2 separate regions of the Columba livia genome follow, and region 1 is linked to region 2. The links are chromatin contacts, called in public Hi-C maps. All regions are on one chromosome and are shown on one strand. Each heading gives the region's core, a stretch centred on a gene start, on an enhancer-like site or on the middle of the called end of the contact. The rest is flanking DNA. Distances are from core to core; before and after follow the strand shown. Region 1 has its middle 79 kb from the start of KLF6. Region 2 holds the start of KLF6 (KLF transcription factor 6).

Region 1 (4,480 bases), core at 1,930-4,429, 78 kb before region 2:
AGAAAAATCTGTCTGTGGTCATTCCTCAGGAACTATTTCACAGTTTATAATAGATTCCTTCCCTCACCTACTCCACGAAAACTTGTGCTTTTTCTAGGCTGCAATACACCTTCCACCTGCTCTGATCTAACTCTGGCAGTAAAGGTACTAATATCTATATTGCATGACCAAGATTTTTTGCTGAAGTTAGAAAAATAGATTTTGCCATATTTCAGTCACAAAAATTCACAGCCACAGGATAGGAGGACAGAATTCAGTGTTGACATGTGAACTGAAGAGATGAGGTTCCAATAGATGTATTACTTGGCTGTCCTATTTCTAGTAAAGATCACAGAAGATTACTGAGGATATTAAAATCTTAAATTGAAAGAATCAAAAACGTCAGTGTTTTGCTATCAGAGCTCTAAGTCATTTCCCTCCCCAGATCCTAAACCCCTCTTCTAGGATTCACTAGGACTATAAGTGGACATATTTGTTCAGGCCTCATTCTGACTAATTAATGAAATAACATCATTTTTAATAGGTATTTTCAAGTGACATTTAGGGTGGATTTTATGTTCTAGTTAGGCTTTTTCTAACTTCAGTACTGTGATCTTTCAGTATCTAGAACTCACTCTTGTACATGATGTCGGGAGGTCAAAAAGAGCTAAAATAATTGATCATTAGGATCTCCTTGCTCTTTTTCACAAATCACAGGAACAAATAGTTTGGGCTTAAACAGCATTGAGCAATTCTTGATACCTTCCACTTTTGAAAGTGTTAGGCACAATAAAATAGCAACCATAATGAAGGAAAGTTAGGATAAACTGTAAATGGCAGTCACTGGTTAATTGCAAAATATAAAATCATACAGAAAAAAATACCTCTACAAACCTCTACAAAAGGGAAGGGGGATGGAGCTGTTAAAGTGTACATATTTTTTACAAACTTTTTCTAAAAGGCTGGATTTTTTGTTTCTTTTAAAAAAGTTCATCTCTTGATTCTAGAAACTGTACCTATAGTTTTTACACCATTTGATGAAAACATTTTATCTAAAGACAAAGAGGTGTTACATTGAACATCCCTTGAACTGCTGTAGATCATGAGTAATGCTGCTGAAATCAATGCATTTGCTCTACTTTCAGATGATAGGTGTCAATCTAGGCCAATATCCCACACAAAATTTGCTAACGGATGAAAAATTCTCTCCATGAAACATATGACTCTCTACTAAATTATAAAATTAAAACATCTTCAGAATTCTGTCAGTTTACTGGGCTATGTGCTATGGTCAAGCAGGCCCATACATCTCCAAACATAAGAATTTACATGACTGCCACATTCCGTGAGTCTGGAAGAAGTCTTACTTTAGAATATGTCGGGAACAGATTTATCCAAATAACAAATCATTATGCATTTAGAAAGCCTTACTCCACTGCAGGAAGACTGAGCAATTTGATTCGGTTAACTGGACAAGCTGAAAGCTGAAATTAGCTGAAATCTAAACTGTAAGTTTATAAAACATTTGGTAAAGTTTGAGCACATGGTCACTATTTTTCTCCAGTAGTAGAAAAAAAAATGTTATGGAGCTAGAATTTGCTGACTTCTTGAATGAAATACATGATTTTTAAAAGATTAGTGTCCAATTACTACCTGTCAGTTAGTCTCACCAGCTTGTTCCGTTTCAGTGCCTTGCCTTGAACTAATAGGAGTTCAGGTACATTTAATGGAAATTGTAGCCCCTTTTAACACTAGGAGGAAAGAATTTTCACATATGAGCAAATCAAATTATTGATTTAATTTACTTGAGATTTTTGAGAGATACAAAGTCACTGAAATTCCACTGACTCAGAAAAATGACTGGGTTAATTGCATTCAGTCACAAGAACACAAATGCCCTGATTTGATGCTTGCGCAAGGAGGGTCATGTGTCTTATATGACTGAATAAAACACGAGCAGTATCAGCTGGTGTCCAGAAGCTCAATTCTTCACATGTGATTGTAATTAAAAGCAATGAGTGCAGTGAATTCACAACTCCTCAGTTTCAGAAAATGCCGAATAAGATGAAAATTTTGATTAGCAACCTGTGTCATCTACTACATGGTTCAATTGCTTGGTCTCCAAAGACTATTTTATAATTGAGAGTCGTCTGACAGCTACAATTTGCATCACAATGTTGTTTTCACACATGAGACAACACTGATTACTAGAATGCATCCAACACAGTGTAACAAGAATGAACACAGTTTAGCCCCAGAAGTTCAGCTCCTTCATACTACACTCATGCTCCTGCCTTTACCTCATAGTCAGACAAATCTTCTTGCTCCATTCAAATACTAATAACTTGTTCCAACATTTTAAAACATTTTTTAAATTTGAAGTTGCATCTTCCACAATATGTGAGCATATTATATTGATGTGAGCATTTGATACTCACTAGAATAAAAATTGGAATCTTTTAAATCAATGACATTACGCAGCAGACATGACATAGACCTGGAGGCTGATTTCTCACTCTACATAGATGATTGATCAGATCTTAGAATCATCATAGAATTGACAAAAGTTTTCCCACTCAAGAACAGCTTCTTTCACTGATTTACCAAACCAGAACAAAACTGTAATGCGTAAGTTATTTTGCAAATTGCACTGACTGGAACAGTTAGGTAGGCTTCAGGCAGCCCAATTAGAAACATACGTACTTTTTAAAAAAAGTTAGAATCAGGCTTCAGCCCAATAAATGAAGACTGCAGGAAGATGAAATAAGAGCCCCTAATAATGCTTATCCTTGAGAGGTTTTACCAGAGCAGTTAATATGTATCAGGCTGTGAGCAGAAGCAAGAATCCAGCTCTGGAGTTACAGCAGAGGCCCCAAGTGAACTATGCAGAAAACAGATGCTTGATCAGAAGGGAAACAGATGCACCACTCTACTTTTTTTTCTTTTTTCTTTTTTCTTTTTTCTTTTTTTTTTTTTTTTTTTTTTAAATAGGGATACAAACTAAAATGCAAACACTGCAGCTCCTAAGAAGCTGTATATCACTAACATTACGAAACACAGTGAACTCTTTTTCTGCAAGGGAATGAATATAATAGAGAAATATTTAAGCAAAGAATTGAAGCTATGTCAACAAATTCATTAATTGAGTTTAGCAAGTCTTTTTTTCACAGAGGTAGCCAAAGTTAAATATAGGCAAAAAGGTTCCAAGGGATGGAGTTCAGTGTATTTACCACTCTGAAAGCCCAGCCCACAAAAGTTTAACAGTCTGGAGTTATAGGAAATGTTCCAGCTTTCAGGGATACCAATCAACGAAGCACCAATTCTCAGAGTTTTTGGTACAGGAAACTTCTACTACAGCAACAAACTCACACCTTTTACTGGTAAAATACAGTAACTGGTTAATAAGTTATAATTTATTATAGTTATAATTGCAATTATAATTTGTATGGTTAATACAAAGACACATAATTAAACTGGGCAATCCCATCAGTGGCTAATGGTAGGAACTGTAATGTGAAATCTCTTGTCCTGTGGTCTACAGAAAGTTTAAAGTAAGGAGAGCAATTACATAGATGTGCAGAGAACTGTAATACTCCTGCTGATCAGGAAATATTGACAAACATTTTATTTCGGTCATGCTAGCAGCATAGAAAAAGAAAAGCCCTGTGACATCAGTGGAGTGGTAAAGCTATAAATCTTTGTTCATATTTTCTAATATCTTTTGCTCGCTCTTCTTGGAACAGGTCCTGAGTATGTGATAAGAATTATCAAATCTTCTTGATCACACTGCAACACAGTTTCCTTTGTAGCACATCATATGTTTATCCACAATGTAATTGTGCATTGAGTGACACAGGACCATGGCACAGAAAAATGGATTACTCTGTTGCTATGTTTGCTGCCATAGCTTCCCACCATTGAAGGCAACCTCATCAGACAGTCTTTATGTAAATTTATAAAGCTTCATTTTAGAATAAATTTGGCTTTAGCTTTCTCTAGTCCTTTAGAAAGGCCATTCAAAACCCTATTGACTGATTTGATATTTGAAGTAAACTGCGAGTTTGTGAGATCATCTATGGAACTGGGGCAAGTCAGAACATGGAATTTGTGTCAAGCAGGAGACTGGCACAATAGGTCAAAATACAACAGATGTTAAGTGAGGAAAGAGGTTTCAGAAGTCTGTTTTGGAAACATCAACAAAAAAAGACTTGTTACTGTTTGTCAAAATGCAAGATTGCAAAATTCTGTAAGGCAAGACTGGAGCAGGCAGCTAAAAAAGGGGATCTTTCAAGATGAAATGTGTCAAGAGAACAGGAAAATAACATTTAAGTCAATATTGCCCTGTGCTAAATATCAGCAAAAACAAAAATCTAACAAAGATTTTGTTTGCTAAAGACTAAAAGACATCAACCATTCTCAGAAAGATGGAGATGCAGACAAGAACATCTATTCAATAATGGCAGGACTGTTTGATAACATTGGCTGACTATGTTGGAGATGC
Region 2 (4,720 bases), core at 234-2,733:
AGTAAGGTGTATAATTCATCTGCTTAAGAGGACTTCTTTTTTTCTTCTTCTTCACTTTTCTCCAGATCTAGTTTTGGCCCCAACTAGACAGAAACCCACCTGTGCTATATGTTGTCCGCAAGGCAATTTTGAATACATATTTGTTTGGCCACGTGAAGCCGAGTAAAGAATTACTGACCAAACCACGTGGGCTTCATTCTCTGCATTTAGATGTTTTGAGTCTCCAGCATTAGCTTGTTTTTCTAAACATAACATAATGCTCTAATTGACCTGAGGCTTTTTTTTTTTTCTTTTCATAGACACAGGAAAACCCAACCATGAACACCAGTTGTTTGTTTATGGAATCACCATATTAATAGTTTATGAGGGGCTTGGGGATGGAAAGTTAGACTGACATTTTCACACCTGCAATCAGCTAGCTCACAGAAGACAGTCAGCAGAAGAAACAGACATTAAACACTTCAGTTACCATCTGTAGGTAACTAGCAACAGATACAGAGAGAAGTGGGGAAATGGAAATAACAGAGTAGAGATTACGATGGAAACATCAGTGGAAAATTTATAAGTTCTTTAATAAAAGAAACACATTAGGATTGTTTGTTCCATGTGCTGGACACTCATTTGGAAAGCTAACAACAACGCGTTTTTTAATTATATTAAGACATCCACATGATTGACAGGTCTAGTGTTAAAAAAAGGGAATGTTCTGCCCTAACATCAATCTCCTCACTGAGGCGACAGTGACGGTCTCAGCTGTCTCCTAGAAGTCACTTTCCAGACCTCCTGCTCACTGGGAAAGCATGACCAAGGAGACTTGTAGAATACATGGACTTGTGCTTTGAAGCCTTGTGGAAAGGGAGCCACGGGGGTCGATGTTGACCCCCTTCCCGCAGTGAGATGGGACACACTGACAGCGCCGCGGGCCCGGCCAGGCACAGCGCCCGAGCGCTACCAGGCAACCACGGCTCCCCACGCCAGGAGCGCCCTGCGAGGAGCTCCAGGAACCGCCGCAGGGCAGGTTCCCCCGGTCGGGGGGACCCGAACCGGCTCCCGTGCCCCCCAGCTCCCCTCACAGCGCCCGGGGCCGCCTCACAGCTCCGCAGCGCCCCCCGCGCCGGCCGTCAGCACCGCATGGCAGCGCGCGGCCGCCCGCTCCCCTCCCCCGCGCGGCTCCCTCGCTAGCGGCCGGCTCGCGAGCGCACACCTCCCCGCTTCCCCGCTTTATATACCCTGCTAAAAATAGCCTGCCGCCCGGCTCGCCAATCAGGAGGGGGCGAATTTCGAATCGAGCCAATGGCGGGAGCCGTCACGGCCGGGCTCGGTCACGCCAGGAGGAGCCGCGATGCCTGCCGGGCGGCGATTGGGCGGCTCTGACATCATTGGCACGCGGGGCGCGGAGTGCGTGGCGGAGATTGGGCCGCGGCGGCAGGCGGCGTAATGGGATCACGCGGGGCGGGGGAGGGCGCGGGGGGCGGGGGCGGCGGCGCGGCCGGGCAGAGCTTTGAATAGGGAAGTTTCGCAGGGGGTTACATTCGCAGTCAGCGCCGTGTTTGCAAATATTGGGTCCGCTCCTGCGCAAGTGTCCTCCGCCGGCCGCGGGAGGGGAGAGCCGCCGCCGCGGCCGCCTCGGGAGACGTACTGCCTTGCTGTGCAATTAAACTTTGCATGAAACTTTGGGTCTTTTTTCCTCCCTAAGCTCCTCAAGGAATTGATATATATTTATATATATACAATTATTTTTTTTTTCTTCTCTGGAGGAAGGGGGGGGGCTTGGAAACTGTGAGCAGAGGTTTGACACCCCCCCGCACACACCCCGCAACCCCTGCACATAAAGGAGGCATCTGTATTTTTGGTAACCAGCACTGACTTTGTTGTTGCAACTTGAGACATGGATGTTCTCCCAATGTGCAGCATCTTCCAGGAACTCCAGATTGTGCACGACACGGGTTACTTCTCAGCCTTGCCGTCCCTGGAGGAATATTGGCAACAGGTAAACGAGGATGTCGATGTTGTTGTTGTTGTTGTCGGGGTGTTTTTCGTTCTTTTTTTTTTTTTTTTTTAAGCCGTATTAAAGGATGAGCGGATTTAAAAAAAAAAAAAAAAAAAAAAAGAAAAAAAGCCCAAGTGTCAGCAACGACTTTGGGGAGCATTAAGCACAAATGTGTAGAGATGTTTTGAAGCAGGTGTTTTGCTTTTAAACAATACGGCTTTTTTTCGGGGAGAGTGGAAGAGTCCCGAGGTGAGTGTGAGGAGCTGCGCATCTCCGTCTCTCCTGACTTACCGCCCGGCCCTGCGTGCGCGGGGCTGTCAGCGCGGCGGCCTCCGCGCTCCGCGGACCCGGCGCTCCGCTCCCGCCCGCTCCACACCGAGTCCTGGCAAAAGTTTTGCGCTTGTACCAGGTCCAAGCTCCACAGCTGGGTCTTGTCATCCGAGCTCCCTGCTTTGGCCAAGGGCTGCTTTCCGCCCCTTGCTGCGTTTTTGTTGTTGTTGTTGTTTTTTCTTTTTCTTTTTTTTTTTTTTCCTGACGATGGTGGGAAAAAAACAACAGGAGTGTTGTATGTACGCACATGTACACATATCTCTGTGTGTATATACATATATGTATATAATGTTGCTTTTTCCCAGAGCAGCGAGCTTTGCAGAGTCTGTGAGTTGCCAGTCATATGACAGCAATCCCCTTGTGCTAATTGCCTTGGTCGGGAAGGAGGAAGAACAGAGGCTCCTTCCCTTTAATGGACATATTTCGTTGCCTTTTCTTTTTTCCTTTTTTTTTTTTTTTTTTTTTTTTCCCCATCCTCCTTAATTTGATCCAAACGCCGGGTTGGCAGGAGCTGCGGTCACCGCTGACATTTTGGCGTTACCCCGGGGGGGTCCGCTGGCTCCGCTCCCCAGCCGGGAGCTGCTCAGCCCGGTGACCAGATCAAATACCTGCTGGCTTTTCAAGAAGGACCGGGGAGCCTTTCCGAGAAGGTCGAAATGCAAAGTGTTACAACCTTCACATGCTTACTAATTGTATGCAATGCCTTTTTTTATTTTTCTTCCCCTCCCCCCCTTCCCTTTTCAAAGAGACAGCTTCATAGTACGTGATTGAAATGGAGCTAAGTAGTTTCCTTCAGGCATTTGGGTTTTTGGCGAAGGGCCAGCCCTCGTTCCTAGTAGCCTTCAGAGGCATTTAAACTCTGAGAGAGCTTCACTCCCGTCCCCATTACTAATCTACCTAATGAGGAATTTAAATAAGCCGGGAATAGGAAAGTTTAACAAGATCTTAAAAAAATGCTTTTTTACCTGTTTTAATGGAAAGTCAACACGCTATTGTGTTGTCCCTGTTGAAACCTTTTTCGTTTTTACCGTGCATTACAAAGCAGTTACCTAATTATGGACAAATGCATAAATATTGTGTGCAGCAGTGGGTTTATTTTGGAGGTTGGTTTTTTGTTTGTTTATTTTGTTTTGTTTTTCTCCTGTTTTTGCCCCTGCTCCTAGCCTGGCCAGAACATGTGACCCAGTTTACTGGAGCGGTGCTGTGGGAGAAGGGAGCTGCTCCCATGGACGCTCTGCTCTTGGACAGATGGGAAGGGGCTGTCAGGGGAATGTGTGGCATTTGGGATCAGGTTTTGCTACCGGGCTTGGAAGAGATGATCTTACTAAAATAAGTAGAGTTTGGTATGGAAACCTGGTGTGTCCATTTTCTGTGTAAAGCTTTCATATGGGTCATTTCCTATAGTGGAAAGAATAATCCCAAAACATCAGCTTGTTGCCATAACAGTTCATACTGGGTTTTTTTTTTTTGTTCTCTGAAAATGGTTTGAAAGTCAGCAGGGTGAATTGAAATTGAAAACCACAGCTTCATCCATTTAGGGTGGTTTTGTTTTTTGTTTTCTTTCGTTTCATGGAGTGGAGGGGAATGTGTGTGGGGGGGGGGAAGTTGCCCATGTACTGTTGCATGTATATTTGAACAGAGTACTTTCTTGGCAGATGGTCAGGGTTTTAAAAGGAAGTCTCCTTTGGCATTGCGTGAAAGAAAGAGATGACTCATACAGTTGCACTCTTGGCCAGTAGATAAAGTTCTTGTTCATTGTGGGACTCCCAGCAGGACCTTAGAGTAATTTCCCATTTTGCCTCCTGTAGAATAGGACATTTCTATTCTGGAACTTTTTTCTTCCCTATCATCTGTTGTTGAAGTTCCCTGTGTTCCTCTAAACAGTCACGGGAGCAGTTGCAGTTCTATGGCATGCATGCCAGTATGCTTGGAAATGACATTCTTTGAAAGTCGAGTGTGCTGCGTTCTCATGCACAGGAAATGGGAGGATGTCTGCTGCTCCATTGATGTCCCCAGAAGACGGACATGCAGCCCCGCAGCCATGCTGAAATGTGGCTTTGTTTTCTGACACAGCGTTTAGGTTTTTAACTGCATGTCAGAGCACATTGTGTTCAGTTGGGTCCTTTCAGCCTCGTGTTTGTGTGAGAGAGATACAAACCAACTTGAAATTAGACAAGGTGCGAGACCAAGGTGTAATTATTTGTTGTGGTTCTCTATGGTCCTTTTCAACGTCAGCCTACTGAAAACACAGATTTTTATGATGAGAGTGATGATAATTTGACTGACTCATTAGAATGCTATTTTGGAAACCAAAGCTGACTTGCACCTTCAGCTGTGCGTTTGAACTCCTGCCCAGGTCTCAAAAACTGATTTCATCGTAACAGTCACCTAGTTATGGCT

Evidence for each region. A called contact is a pair of places that touch in the nucleus more often than the background predicts.
Region 1: a contact with region 2 is called in a Hi-C map of liver, with 2.0 times the contacts expected there. The contact joins the enhancer-like site here to the promoter of KLF6 in region 2. A contact is called at or near these places in 2 of 2 Hi-C or Micro-C datasets (crop and liver).

Annotation. Positions count from the first base shown.
Region 1 is chr2:13,747,315-13,751,794 of bColLiv1.pat.W.v2, reverse strand. No RefSeq gene overlaps it. Among named protein-coding and RNA genes, the nearest start is that of KLF6, 79 kb to the right of the region's middle. Within about 2 kb of position 3,179, at least 3 of the 3 cell types and tissues checked have an H3K27ac peak away from gene starts, as active enhancers do.
Region 2 is chr2:13,667,733-13,672,452 of bColLiv1.pat.W.v2, reverse strand. KLF6 (KLF transcription factor 6) reads left to right here and starts at 1,483. Exons shown (of 4, transcript XM_005504158.4): 1 at 1,483-1,990. The coding sequence starts at 1,889.